2 separate regions of the Sus scrofa genome follow, and region 2 is linked to region 1. A link is a contact called in public Hi-C data. All regions are on one chromosome and are shown on one strand. Each heading gives the region's core, a stretch centred on a gene start, on an enhancer-like site or on the middle of the called end of the contact. The rest is flanking DNA. Distances are from core to core; before and after follow the strand shown. Region 1 has its middle 140 kb from the start of HABP2. Region 2 overlaps HABP2 (hyaluronan binding protein 2).

Region 1 (6,622 bases), core at 2,246-4,745:
AGCTTGCAGGCTCCAGTGCCAGGTTGTCTAGGCTCAAGCCCCAGCTCTGATGCTTGTTTTGCTGCCCTTAGGAAAAGTTACCTAATTTCTCCTTTAACTCCCTCATCTGCAAAATGGGGATGATAACAACAAGGACCCACTTCGTATGGATGTCATGAAGAGCCCATGAAACCACACAGGCAGAACACTTAGCCCAACCCCAGACACTCAACATATGTCAGCTCTCTGAACCTGGGAATTATGGAGAATAAATACGTTGAAACTATTCATGTTTTCCATTCTATTTAGATTTCCTGGTACATCTTGTTTTTTAATCCTCTTTGTAATAGAATCCAACCTATTAAATGGTCTCTCCAGACCAAAAGTTCTGCTTCTTAGAGGTGGGAAATCCGGCCAGACCTGCTTTATTGCAACAATGTAAAAATCTCTTCCAGTGCATCTTCCAAAAGCTCCTGGGAAATAAGCAATTGTCTACAAACATCTCCAGACTGGCCCAAGATCCAAGTTAAGTAAAAAAAAAAAAAGCTTCAGGCTCTTCTCTGGGACCATGCAGCGACACCTTTTTGGGTGGAATAAAACATTATCTAAAATAATTTCATTATGATAGGAGGGGGTTGGGAGAAGTGTTAAAAAAAAAAAAAAAAAGTATGGACAGGAAGAAGGAAACCCCCACTGTGACTGATGGGTAAGCCAAGAGGGTGTGGCCAGGGAGTAAGGTTGGTAATTTGCAGTATTTGTACATTTCAGTAGTGTTTGAATTTCTTACCACAGATAGGTATTATTTTATAATAAGAAATTACTGCTTATTGCTAGGCTGGCTAGAGGGTGCACCCTATAGAACTGGCCCTCCGCCCTTCTCAACAGGGAAACTAAATTTTTCCTTAAGTCGAAGCTCAGGCTGTTAAAGGACAGATCCTAAGAGTTCTCATCACAAGGAAAAAAAATTTTTTTTCTTTTCTTTTTTTTATTTTTTTTTTTTGGTATCCATATGAGATGACAGATGTTAACTAAACTTATTGTGGTCATCATTTCACAATATATGTAAGTCAAGTCATTCTACTGTACACCTTGAACTTGAACAATGCTACATGTCAATTATATCTCAGTAAAACACAGATGGTTTAAAAAAATACCCAGCGCAACTGCAAATCCCTCTAGGAACCCCTTCCAGGTGGAATTCATTATCTCTTCTTTTGCGATCCAACAGCACTTCGTACCACCAGTGTTACAGCACTTCATTAATTCAGCCTTTCATTTGTTCATCTCTTCAACAGACGCACTATGAACAAGGCCCTGGGGGAGGCTCTGGGGAGCCCAGATCAGGAAGATGGGCAAGGGGCCTGCTTGCTAGATGGACCTCCGGTGGAGGAAACAGACAGTGACCCCTGAGTCCTGGATTCCTTAGCTGTCCTTGTCTTGTGGGCTCTGATGGAGAAGAGCCAAGAGAGCATGCACTCGAGAGACCTGGTATCAGCCAAGAGGCCTGGGAAGACTTCTCTGTGTACAAGACCTTTTGGCTGGGAACTAAGAGATGAGAAACATTAACTAGGTGAAAGGGGCGGGAGGAAAAACTATTACAGACCTCGAAGAGCTTTTGTTTATGTGGGTTATATCTATCAGTATTTACCAATCTAAAAATTAAAATTTTTAAAAGAGTTATTTAAAAACCACTACAGTATATCCATTACATGTTAGCACAACATTTTCGTGAAGAACGTGCTGTATTTTCCAAAATAGAAAAGTAGTGAAAAAATGGCATCGTTTTATATTTTTACAAATCTTTTCAATGTCTGGCTTAATAGAAGACAGCTAGACTCTCACGTCTATTTCTGCAGCCAAAAAAGAAAAAAAGAACGAAAGAAAGGAAGGAAGGAAGGAAGGAAGGAAGGTAGGTAGGTAGGTGTAGGAAGAAGACCAGTCGAGGTTTTTTGTTTGTTTGTTTGGCTGCACCCTCAGCACGTGGAAGTTCCCTGGGCCAGGGATCAGACCCATGCCACAGCAGTGACCCGAGCCACTGCAGAGACAATTCCAGATCCTTAACCCGCTGCACCACAAGAGAACTCCCAAGACCAGGTGAGTATGGGGCTGAGCACCCAGGCAGGCACTGCAAAGAGAAGGAACAGAGCTCACCAATGAAATGAGAAGGGGACCCAGAGGAAGGGCTTAGACAAGATCAGAGAAGCAGGCAGGGGCCAGATCGGGTGATGCTTTGCAGAATACAGGATGCTCTACCTTCCCCTAAAAAGAGTTAAGAGCCACTGAGAGATGCAACCCAAGGACTCCATTGTTTTCTTCTCTGTCTTTGTTCACCTCCACTTTGACACACCAGCTCCCAACTGGCAGCGCCTGGCAGTTAAGGGGAACCTAATCATTATCGGTTGGACAGTTGAACCAAGTCACCCTAAAGAGTACAAGCGGAGCCCACGATTCCGCAGCCCACTTCTCTCTGCTCCCTTTTGTCTCCCCCAGTTCAAGCCTGCGGCTGAGATGTATAAAATCCACACAAAGAAGGCACCGTTAGCCGTGAGGGGCAGAGCTTCCGCCTCACCGTCCTTCCAAAAAGTTCACAACTGGCTTCAGAGAGCATCATCCTGACAGGTGAGACACACGGACCAAGGCGATTTGGGAGGAGTAAGCATTTGCCAAAGGCTGTGCGGTGAAGCCGAGGCTGCTCTGATCACTTCTTGGCCAGCTGTCAAGGGCCGGGCTCCTCCATCCCCTGCCTAAACCACGTATCTAGAAGCTTAATTATGTGAATTTTGCTTTCCTTTGGCGCAAAGAGAGTAGGTGTCAGGCATTGTTCCTGCTGCACAGAAAGGAAAGTGTACTGGAACCATCCTCACCTACGGTGAACATCGGAGCGGTTGGATTCCGCAGCTGCAACCGAGTGCTTTTTATAGAAAGGGAAGTCGATTGAGAAATCATAAAAAATTAGAGTTGGGAAGGACCTCTATGCTCACCAGGGTCAGGTCCCAGGAGCTGCTGTCGAATTGTTCCCTGCAGGGAAGGGTCTAATGTTTTGTCCACTCGAGTTTTAAATATCTCTACCCATAGCTCACCCCTGGGGACGCCGCTCCACAGGGCGATAGATCTTGCTGTCAGGGCTTTTTTCCTGCTATTCAATCTCACTTTTCCTTTCCTCCACTTCATCCCATTTGTCTTTGGCAGTGATTTAGACAAGCGTGTGCTGACGTTTGAAAACAAAAAGCCCTGTCTTTGCCTTCAACTTCGTTTTCCAGACCCTTCTACCTATGGAAAGTTCGAGATCTCTGAGATCTGGGAGGGAGAGACAGACAGCCAGAGAGTGGGAGGCGGGCAAACAAGCTGATGTTCTGCTTCCTTCTGGAAGAGGCCATTTCCAAGGGCCACACCCAGAGCCTGAGCCTCCAGGTGGACAGGAGGGATCGTGAGTGCCTCAGGATGCAGCGTATCCAGGGCTGACTCTCAAAGGCAGAGGGGGGACAGTCACCGGGTTTTCTGGACGGCCCAGAGTTTAACAGCCTCCTGGTGCGATGGCTGGGACAGAAGGTGGCAGCAGAGCATCAGGCTCTGTGGTCCCTGTGGCTGACACAGCCAAGTCCCAACTCCTCCGGATTCGAAATCCTTTAACTGGACCGGCCGGGAAAGCTGCGCTTAGGCCAAGAGCAGACTTTGAATCAAAGCTCTGGCCAGTCTTTTAAGACAAATCCCAAACTGTCAGAATTCTGTGAGCACAGTCCATTTTCTCCCCAAGAACATCCTGCAGCCAGAATTTAATCCCAAGAATAACTTCAGTCCTAAACAGAGACGTTGGTCCAAGCTGATCTAAACGCATAAACTTGCCATCTGTCTGGTGGTGCGCAAATTTCTGTGTTTCAGAAACTGGGGGCTAATGCATTTTCTTTATTCTTTCTAGCCCCAAGCTATTTGTTTCTGCATTTGTCCCTGGTTTTCTGGTTTCCCTTCACTCGACTGCTTACTTATCTGGTCGTGTTTGCATGCAGTCCTGCCGAAGCAGAGAGCTAGAGAGTAAGCATTTCTGACTTGGGGCTGGCCTCCTGCTGGGGAACCAATTAAATGAACTACCCACCAGGGAGAGTGTGATATTTTTTATTACTTTCTAATTTCGGGCCCTGAAATGGCTTCAGTGATCAGAACATTCTTCTGCTTAAGAACCTAAAGGAGCCGGTGCGATGATGCTTTTGATTTGGATTTCATTTATAATGGTCCATATTCGCCAAGCATCCTCCAAGGATTTCCGTGGGGCCTCAGATTCTTGAAGTGGGGAAAAAGCAGGACAAAGAAAACCACAACAAAACTTTCTCCCTATTTTACCTTATCGCACTGGAAACCACCAGCTACTTTGGGAAAGTCTTTCTTTGAGAAGTCGGGTGAAGGGAGAAAGAAAGAGAAGAATTAGCACAAAACAATTTCTCTGGATTCTAAGTCTATTTAAACTACAAAAGTAAATCACAATCCTGCCTCTTTCTCATTACTGAGGGCCTGAGAGCAGGGCCTCTGAAATGCTCTTTAAGGTGAAAGGAAGAGTTGCATTTTATTTCTAAATACATTCACAGGAGTCCGCCCCCACCCCAAAGGTTCTCACTGCTGTTTGATTCACGCCTCTTTTTCTTTCTTAAAGAGTTAGTGCAAGAGGAAAAGGGAAGACATGAAAAAGAGGTGGGGGTGGTTGGGGGGTGGGGAGGGCTGAAATAGGTTCTAACGAGGAAGAAGGAAATGAAAGTCCAATTCTCCATGAATATCTGAATTTCTATTTATTTATCTTTGCAACAGGAAGGATGCCTTAAAATCCAGCTTTGCTCTTGGATAAAATCAAATACTAACAACCCAGCAAAACAGCTAAAAGCCCAAATTATAAGCTGTTTCAAATCCTTCCCACTTTCCACGGGGTCTTGGCTGAGGGGCTTTTTTCTTTTTTCTTTCTTTCTTCCCTGGCTTGCTTGCTTAGCTAGAGGTAGTTCTGAATGTTTATCTGAAGTATCTCCCTAATATTCTGAGGGGACTTTTCTCTCGAGCAAAAGCTCCCCTGAAAACAGGGGCTTGTTTCAATTCCCATTAAATTTTGCTCCGTGTTGAGTCTTTTACTAGTGAATGGCTTTAGTGACACTGACGACAAAAGCTGACATAGATACCTGTGCTCAGTGACAACTTTTATAAAATGTGATTCAAAAATTAACATTTATAATTTTATAATAAGCCAGCTACCACATTTGCTATTATAGGGTGATCTGTTAAAACTCCTTTCCTACTTTTAAATAGAAGTCCCAGAAGAGCAAAAATGTTTATCTTTATTGTTTATAGCCCTGTTAAGTACCACTTTATCATATGATTTAAAATTCAACAATATAACTTAGCAGTCAGTATTTATTTACGTAAAGAAAGGGTAAGTGTTTCTTCAGAGTTTGTCTAAATTTAAAATCAGAAACCAAATCACCTCTCGTTCATTCTTTTTCTTCCTTCTTCCCTCTCCCTGCCTTCTTTCCTTCCTTCCTTTCTTCCATTCATTTTAAAACCCAGTAACTGCATATTGTTGGGTCTAAAAATCCCATAAAAATTCAACTTCCTTCAGGAACAAATAGCTGTCAATTATTTGAAAAGACCAACTTCAAAAATTTGACATGTCTTTCTGGAGGATATATATCTTTTGAGTGAAAAGGCAATGTTCCAGATCGAAATATAGTCCAGGTCTACACTGGCAAAGAGAATCAAACTAATAAACAATGGATAGAAACATGAATGCATGAATGAGGGGATACTCAGGCAGACATAAAGCAGAATCAAAATACTCAACACATCCAGTTAATTCACGAGGTTGGCCTACAACTGAGCCAACACTCACTGGACAACCTTCTACAAGAGACAACAGATTGTTAGCCTCTGGGAAGTAGCACTATTTTAATCAACCAATTTGGCATGTTGTGTTTTACAGTTTCTAAAATTAACACGGACTCCAAATAAAAGCACGGCCGGTGTGGAACTATATGCAAAGGACACCGTCACCTGGTTGCTTTGACTCTGTTCTTTATCAGAATAAGCTGCCTTGTTTGTCCAGCCCCATTTTTGAAGACATGATTCATTAACCAATCTGTCATTTTGTGTCGGTAATGACTGACTTTTCCAGGATTCTCATTTAAAATACGAGCTCGGTAGGAGTCCCAAAGCGGGGCGCTGGAGGAGGGGGATGGCGGAGGCGGAAGGATGGAGATTCCATAGGTAGGATTCAGTATTGCTTGTAGCTACAGTCCTTGCTACAGCAAAGACAGCATGTGGAAACAGTGCCAGGTTTTCCCTTTGCATTGAGCAAAGCTAAATTCTTCTGGGCTTGGCTGAAGAATTTTCTTCACAATAACTGCATGACTTGTGAAGCTGACTTCTAACCAGATGCTGGGCCCAGCGTACATCGATGTTTAACTCATTATGCTCCTCCAATCTGCCTTCTTCTCCAACCCATTCTCTTTGGGAGGGTAAAAAGGAGTGAGGGTTTCTTTGTAAGTCACTTTGATTTCACACAGTTTGGGTGAACAGATCCATGCCACTCCGAAGAGAAATAAGTGGGGAGGGGAGGGAGGAGGAGAAGGGAGAACTCAAGGCGGATGATAGAAAAACAAGCCAAAGAATAGTT
Region 2 (6,230 bases), core at 1,980-4,479, 150 kb before region 1:
GTGGGCAGCCCCAAGGTGGTCCGCCAAGCACTCACCTGGGTCCAGGTCTGTGAGTAGAGACAGGAGGGAGAACTGAAAAACAAAATGACACAGAACGGAGGAAGCGTGAGTCCTCTGAACTGGCTGGGCACCTTCCTGGGCGCCTGGGAGGTGAGTGGAGCCTTTCCCGGGGTCAAATCCAGGGCGTGGGAGCAATGGGTACTTTCCGATGGGGGGGGTGTGGATTGGAGAGAAGAGGGGTGGGGTCTATTTGAAGCTGTCCCCGCTCTTTCTGTGCTGGCTGAGCATCCAAAACATCTTTCTCCCCCCAGTATGGACGCGCAGTGCTTTTTTTTTTTTTTTTTGGCTGTGCCTGTGGCACATGGCATTTCCCAGGATCGTGCCAGCACCACAGCAGTGGCCCGAGCCATGGCAGTGGCAAATACTGGATCTTCAACCACTGGGTCACCAGGGAACTCCTTCACTTCCCTGAGATTTTTTTTCCTTTTGGGACATGCAGTGCCTGCACCTACCTGTCCCATACTGGAACCTGGCCACCAGGTCCTGACCGTCCTGTCAGTTACAGGAATCAGCATGGATTGCGTGTTGCCTCTGCCTGACTGTACAGTGCTGCATTTAACTCTTACAAAAACCCTATGAGGAAGCTTTATCAGCCCGCTTAACAGATGAGAAAATTGAGGCTCAGCGCTCACACAGCTGTGACAGGATTCAGATTCACTCACGCCCAAGTCCAGGCGATTGCCTCAGTGATGGCTCCTTAAGGCTGGAGATGAATGGACGCTTCAATCCTCCAGTTACTCCTCATTGTCCTTGGCATAAAATACGGACCCTTGCCAGGACCTATAAAGCTCCTCCCATCCCCCTCTCTCCTGTTGTCCCTTACTAAAGTCTAGCCACATCTGCGTTCAAAATGGCACTAGCCAGGCTCTTTCCACCTCAGGGCCTTTGCACTTGCTGGACAGGCCGTTCTGCATAGAAAGCTCTCCTCCGTGACCATCACTAGACATCATCTCAGCTTAAATGTCATCTTCCCCGCCTCCCCATCAATACAACACACCCCCCATTGTTTCGTCTCTGCACCCATTCATTTCCTCCACGGTCCTTATTTCAGCTTGTAGTTTTCTATGTGTTCATTTGCATGTTATCTATCTTTCACATCCAAAGCTGCCCTCCAGTAATTTGAGGCTCTGGTCTGTTTCATCACTGTGCATTCACCCAGTACTGAGCACAGCGCTTGGCACATGCCATGCCTGGAAAAGTTTTGCTGAAAATATGATAGGAATAGTTTTGTTTTGTAGAATGCAGTCCTTACCAGGAAAAGAATGTTTTATTCATTTAATAGCTGGAATATCTTCTTTCCCTTAAAACAAAGGACTTTGAGCCCAACCCAGCAGCTACAGCAGCTACATTTTTGTCAATAACATTTTATTGGAGCACAGGCACCCCCAACTGCTTACGTGCTGTCTACGTCTGCTTTGAGGTTGCAATGACAGGGCAACTGTGAAAGAGACAGTGTAGTGCCCAGTTGTTCTTGTCTGATGCTTTACAAAGTTTGCTGACCTCTGACTTAAAAATACAAGAATTCTATCCCTCGACGGCGTTCGCTCTGGGTCTCCGCCAGAAAGCTGCCATCGGTGAGGTGGATCTTCCTGGTACCCAGTCTAGGCAGTTTGGTATGTTTGCTTCCTCTACCCTCAGCAGACTTTTTTTTTTTTTTTTTTTTTTTTTTTTTTTTTTGTCTTTTTAGTGCTGCACCTGTAGCAAATGGAGGTTCCCCAGCTAGAGATCAAATGGAAGATGTAGCCGCCGGCCTACAACACAGCCACAGCAACGCAGGATCTGAGCCATGTCTTCAGCCTACACCACAGCTCACAGCAATGCCTGATCCTTAACCAACTGAACAAAGCCAGGGATTGAACCAGCAACCTCATGGTTCCTAGTCGGATTCATTTCCACTGTGCCACAACGGGGACTCCTCTCAGCAGATGTTTTAATTTTCTCTTTTACTGCAGCCTCTTCAGCCGTCTTTGGGTAAAATGGTAAAAAGAAAAATACATCCCACACGAGGGCACAAGATCCACCTGTCAACAAGATCAATTCTGGACAAAACTGCTCATCTTGCATCACTTGTAGGGAACACAGTGGATCCAAGATGTGGGCTTTCTACAAAGCAACTAGCTTAGGATTGTCAGTGTCATAAAGACAAAAAAGATGGGAAGACTGTTCTTTATTAAATAAGACTAGAGAGACATGACAACAAAATGCAGTGTGGAATCCTAGGTTGGATCCCAGATTTAAAAAGAAAAAAAAAAAAGGCTTAAAGGACATTATTGGGACAAGTGGGGATCTGAATACAGACATGTTAGAGATTATTAGTGTGTCAATGCTGAATTTCTTGACGGTGATAACAGTTCTGTGGTTTTATGGGAAAATGTCCTTATCCTAAGAAGATGCTAAAGCGGGGAGGGTCATGGCTGCAATTCAGCTGTAAGTGATTCAGCAAATGACCAGCCAAAAAAACAAGCATAAGAGGTCACTTTACATAGAGCTCACAACAGAAAGCAACCATGGCACACGCTCAGTGTTGCATCTGTTTGTGTGAACGATAGTCCATGTACCATTCTTTCCACCATTCTGGAGGTTTGACGAATCACAAAATAAAAAGTTGGGGAGGAGAAAGTCATGCAGATCAAGCAAGAGAGGCCACTTGTTGTTTAAATTGTGTCCGTTTAAAGGCATCACAATTCCCTTTTGCCCTGTTTCTGCAGGAGGTGAGACGAGGGGTGGGGTTTTTTTTTTTTTTTGGTGGTGGGGTGATGGTGGAGAAGAGTTGGCAGAGGAGGGGGCTTTCAAGTCTAAGGGCATCCCCGGGCCTGGGGAGCTTGAACAGGGGATGTTTGACCTTGGCACTTTTGGGCTTGAGTGCCAGGCAGATTTCAGAGAAGGGACATGAGGGGCCCCTCAGGACACCTGTCACCCCTCCTTCAGTCTCACCCTTGTTGCAGCCAGTCATCTCGGCCGTAGTTCTGGTCCTTTGCCCTGCCTCATCTTCCCTCCATAGAGCTTGTTGGAAGGGCAGGGCCTGGCCCTCTCTACCTGTCTTGACCCAGCCCTCCAGGACCTGTGCCAGGGCCAGAGCCCCAAATCTTAGCTAGAAATTGAAGCCTGTGGGACAGACAGATGCTGTGCTGCCCACTGCCAGCAGGTGGCAGACGTGCTCTTCCCAGCAGCCGGAGCTGGTGCTCGGAAGGAAACCAAACAAAAAGAAAGCAGGACCTTCTGGGGCTTGGGGGTGGGAGCTGCAGATCCCATGGGCTCTCAGGGAGTCTGAAGCAGCTGCTGCCCAGCTGTGCAGCCTGAGCTGCATGTCAGGGGGCCCCAAGGCCCCAGCAGGCCCCCTCATTTTGTGAATCACTGGATCCACCCACAGAAAGAGTTTGTGGTGAAATGTGGAGGCTGGCAGCCCAAACCCCAGGCTGGATATTGGGGGACCGTCTGGGAAAGCCAGGCCTCTGGCCAGTTATTTGTGCCAGATCTCTGGACCCTGAAACTAACTTGGGTAATGGCCCAGGTTGGGGGTGAGGGGTAGACACAGTCTTTGCCTCCTTTCATTCCATTATCCCATTCTGTTTTTCCCCAGAGACGGAGAAATAAGAACTTCTAGTCCTGGGACTTGCAAATCCAAAGAGGAAGCCCATCGATGCGAAAGGAGGAGGAGGAGGAGGGGACAACTGTGATCCCAGTTCACCTTTATTAAGACCTGACAGGTGCCAAGGACTGTGTTAAATGCTTTATGTGCATTTTGTCTCATTTATTGCATACAATCCTTAATAACTGGATTATTGATGAAGTGCCTTTAGAGGTGAGAAAACACCTTTGCAGAGATTAAGACAAAGTAGCCCAGCTAGTAAGTGCTGGAACCAGGCTAGAAGGGAGGCAGTCTTATGCCAGAGCCCTTGCTGTGAGTGATGAGGGCAGCAGGCACGCAGATGTGGCAGTGAAAGGATGGCGGAGAAGGAAACAGAGAGGCAGGGTATTGAGCCAGGTGAAGAGACTGGGCCCCTGTTCTTAGAAAGCTTTCTGAAAGGCCTGTCCAGACTAGCCCGGGCTTGGCAGACACAGAGAGGGCCACTAGGCCCCAGGGACAGCTGGAGAAGGTACAAAAGTCAGCTGGAGGAGTTCCTGTCATGGCGCAGTGGTTAACGAATCCGACTAGGAACCAGGAGGTTGCAGGTTCAATCCCTGCCCTTGCTCAGTGGGTTAAGGATCTGGCATTGCCTTGAGCTGTGGTGTGGGTTGCAGACGCGGCTCAGATCCTGCGTTGCTATGGCTCTGGCGTAGGCCAGTGGCTACAGCTCCGATTCGACCCCTAGCCTGGGAACCTCCATATGCTACGGGAGCGGCCCAAGAAAAGGCAAAAAGACAAAAAAAAAAAAAAAAAAAAAAAGTCAGCTGGAGCCTTAGCCAGTCCACTGTCACCAACACATCCCAACAAACGTCTCCACCCGGATCAAAAGGCACACGAGCCACGGCCTGCTTCTTCTGCCCCATTCACTCCTCGTCTCAGCAGGGCTGAGCGGTCACAACTGCACTCACTCTTCCTAGACGGCTGGAAGCAGCTGCTTCTTACACATGGGGAGGTGGTTGCTTTGCAGTAGATTCAGAGAGACCTCTCTAGATGCCACTGCTGGTCCATCTACTCCACAGTCAGGCTTTCACAAGGGATCTGTGCCGTGGACTTTGGCCTTCCCTGGTTAAGAGCAGACCCTTGGCAATGTCAGTCTCCCCACCAGTCATCAGGGAGCAGGTTTCGTGATCTTTGGGCTCAGGAGGGTTGGAATAGAGGGCAGGGAGGGGCAGAGAAAAGAATCCTGTGTCTGAGTCTTACTGATTTGCAGCATAATCTCCTTGGGGTGCGTTTTCAACCCTCACCCCAGCGACTCTGCCCTCGGCCACACTTGGTTATACCGCTCTTAGGCCAGGGACGTTGGAGAGACATCATCGCACCTCTGCAAATTGTTGAAACCTGTTTCCCCAATTACAAAAGAATTCCCTTAACCAACCCAATGTTTGATTCAAGGGGATTTGTCTGCTCAGGGGGCAGCAAGCACTGCATTTGCAATGGGCTACTTTTTTTTTTTTTTTTTTTTTTTGGTCTTTTTAGGGCCACACCTGCTAAAGCATATGGAGGTTCCCGAGCTAGGGGGCAAATTGGAGCTGCAGCCGGTGCCCTATGCCACAGCCACCAGAACCTGGGATCTGAGCCACGTCTATGACCTACACCACAGCTCGCAGCAACACCAGATCCTTAACCCACTGACCAAGGCCAGGGATCACACCTGCATTCTCGTGGATACTAGTTGGGTTCGTTACTGCTGAGCCACAACAGGAACTCCCACAATGGGCGACTCTTTAGGCAAGAGCTTGGTGGTAAATATTGGTACAACTGGGTCATCCCAGGAGCTTGGCGGGAGGGGGTTGAAGGTTAGGAAGCGAGGGCATCCAGGAAAAGGAGATTGGATAAAAACAAACCCTCGTTTCTGGATGTGCTCATGCACCTGGGAGCCCCTTGAAAAGGTAAGTGAACAAACCAAACCAATGAGCGGCTTGGGGTTGAGTCTGAGGCCCACCACGTGGACACAAGTGACATCATATCAAAACAGTGTGAGAAAGTCATTCCCTTCTGGGTTTTTGTGTGTGTGTTGTTTTGTTTTGTTTGGCCCAAACCACTGCAGTGATAGCACCAGGTCCTTAACCCCCTGAGCCATAAGAGAACTCCTCCTCTCTCAGCTTTCCTGTCCTCCCTTCCAATCCCACCACCAAGACAGACCAGGGCGGTGCTGGTAAGTCCCCATCCTCCACCCCCCCCAACTCCCCCACCCCGCTAATCTCCGCCCACCCTCCCACCCCCCAACCAGGAGGGAGCTGGTTTCAGCACAAGAGCTGCAGCCAATTAGAATCCAACCTCACTGTTTCATTTTCTTTGATTTCCCATTTATAGCAGCGACTGTTTGCTTTAAAAATAAATCTATTTAAGTAGAGGGAAATGTGCCTATTAACAGAAGCATTAAGGAAACTTGTTGGGACTTTGACAAAACTGCTGGAGATGGAGTCATCTGTGACTAAAGGTTAGAAAGCATGGAGTGAACTGTTGAGCCATCTAGCAACACCAGATTCTTCTGGTGTTGGAAAGAAAAGCTACCCAGATTGTTGAAGGACCCTCCTGCCCA

What was found. A called contact is a pair of places that touch in the nucleus more often than the background predicts.
Region 2: a Hi-C map of retroperitoneal adipose tissue shows a contact between it and region 1, with 1.9 times the contacts expected there. The contact joins two enhancer-like sites. A contact is called at or near these places in 5 of 47 Hi-C or Micro-C datasets (embryonic fibroblasts, heart right ventricle, mesenteric adipose tissue and 2 more).

Annotation. Positions count from the first base shown.
Region 1 is chr14:123,746,229-123,752,850 of Sscrofa11.1, reverse strand. No RefSeq gene overlaps it. Among named protein-coding and RNA genes, the nearest start is that of HABP2, 140 kb to the left of the region's middle. Within about 2 kb of position 3,495, at least 16 of the 83 cell types and tissues checked have an H3K27ac peak or open chromatin away from gene starts, as enhancers often do. A contact at or near this core is called in retroperitoneal adipose tissue, where this site is marked.
Region 2 is chr14:123,899,215-123,905,444 of Sscrofa11.1, reverse strand. It overlaps HABP2 (hyaluronan binding protein 2), which reads right to left. Exons shown (of 13, transcript NM_001243690.1): 2 at 36-72. Among named protein-coding and RNA genes, the nearest start is that of HABP2, 8.3 kb to the right of the region's middle. Within about 2 kb of position 3,229, at least 21 of the 83 cell types and tissues checked have an H3K27ac peak or open chromatin away from gene starts, as enhancers often do. A contact at or near this core is called in retroperitoneal adipose tissue, where this site is marked.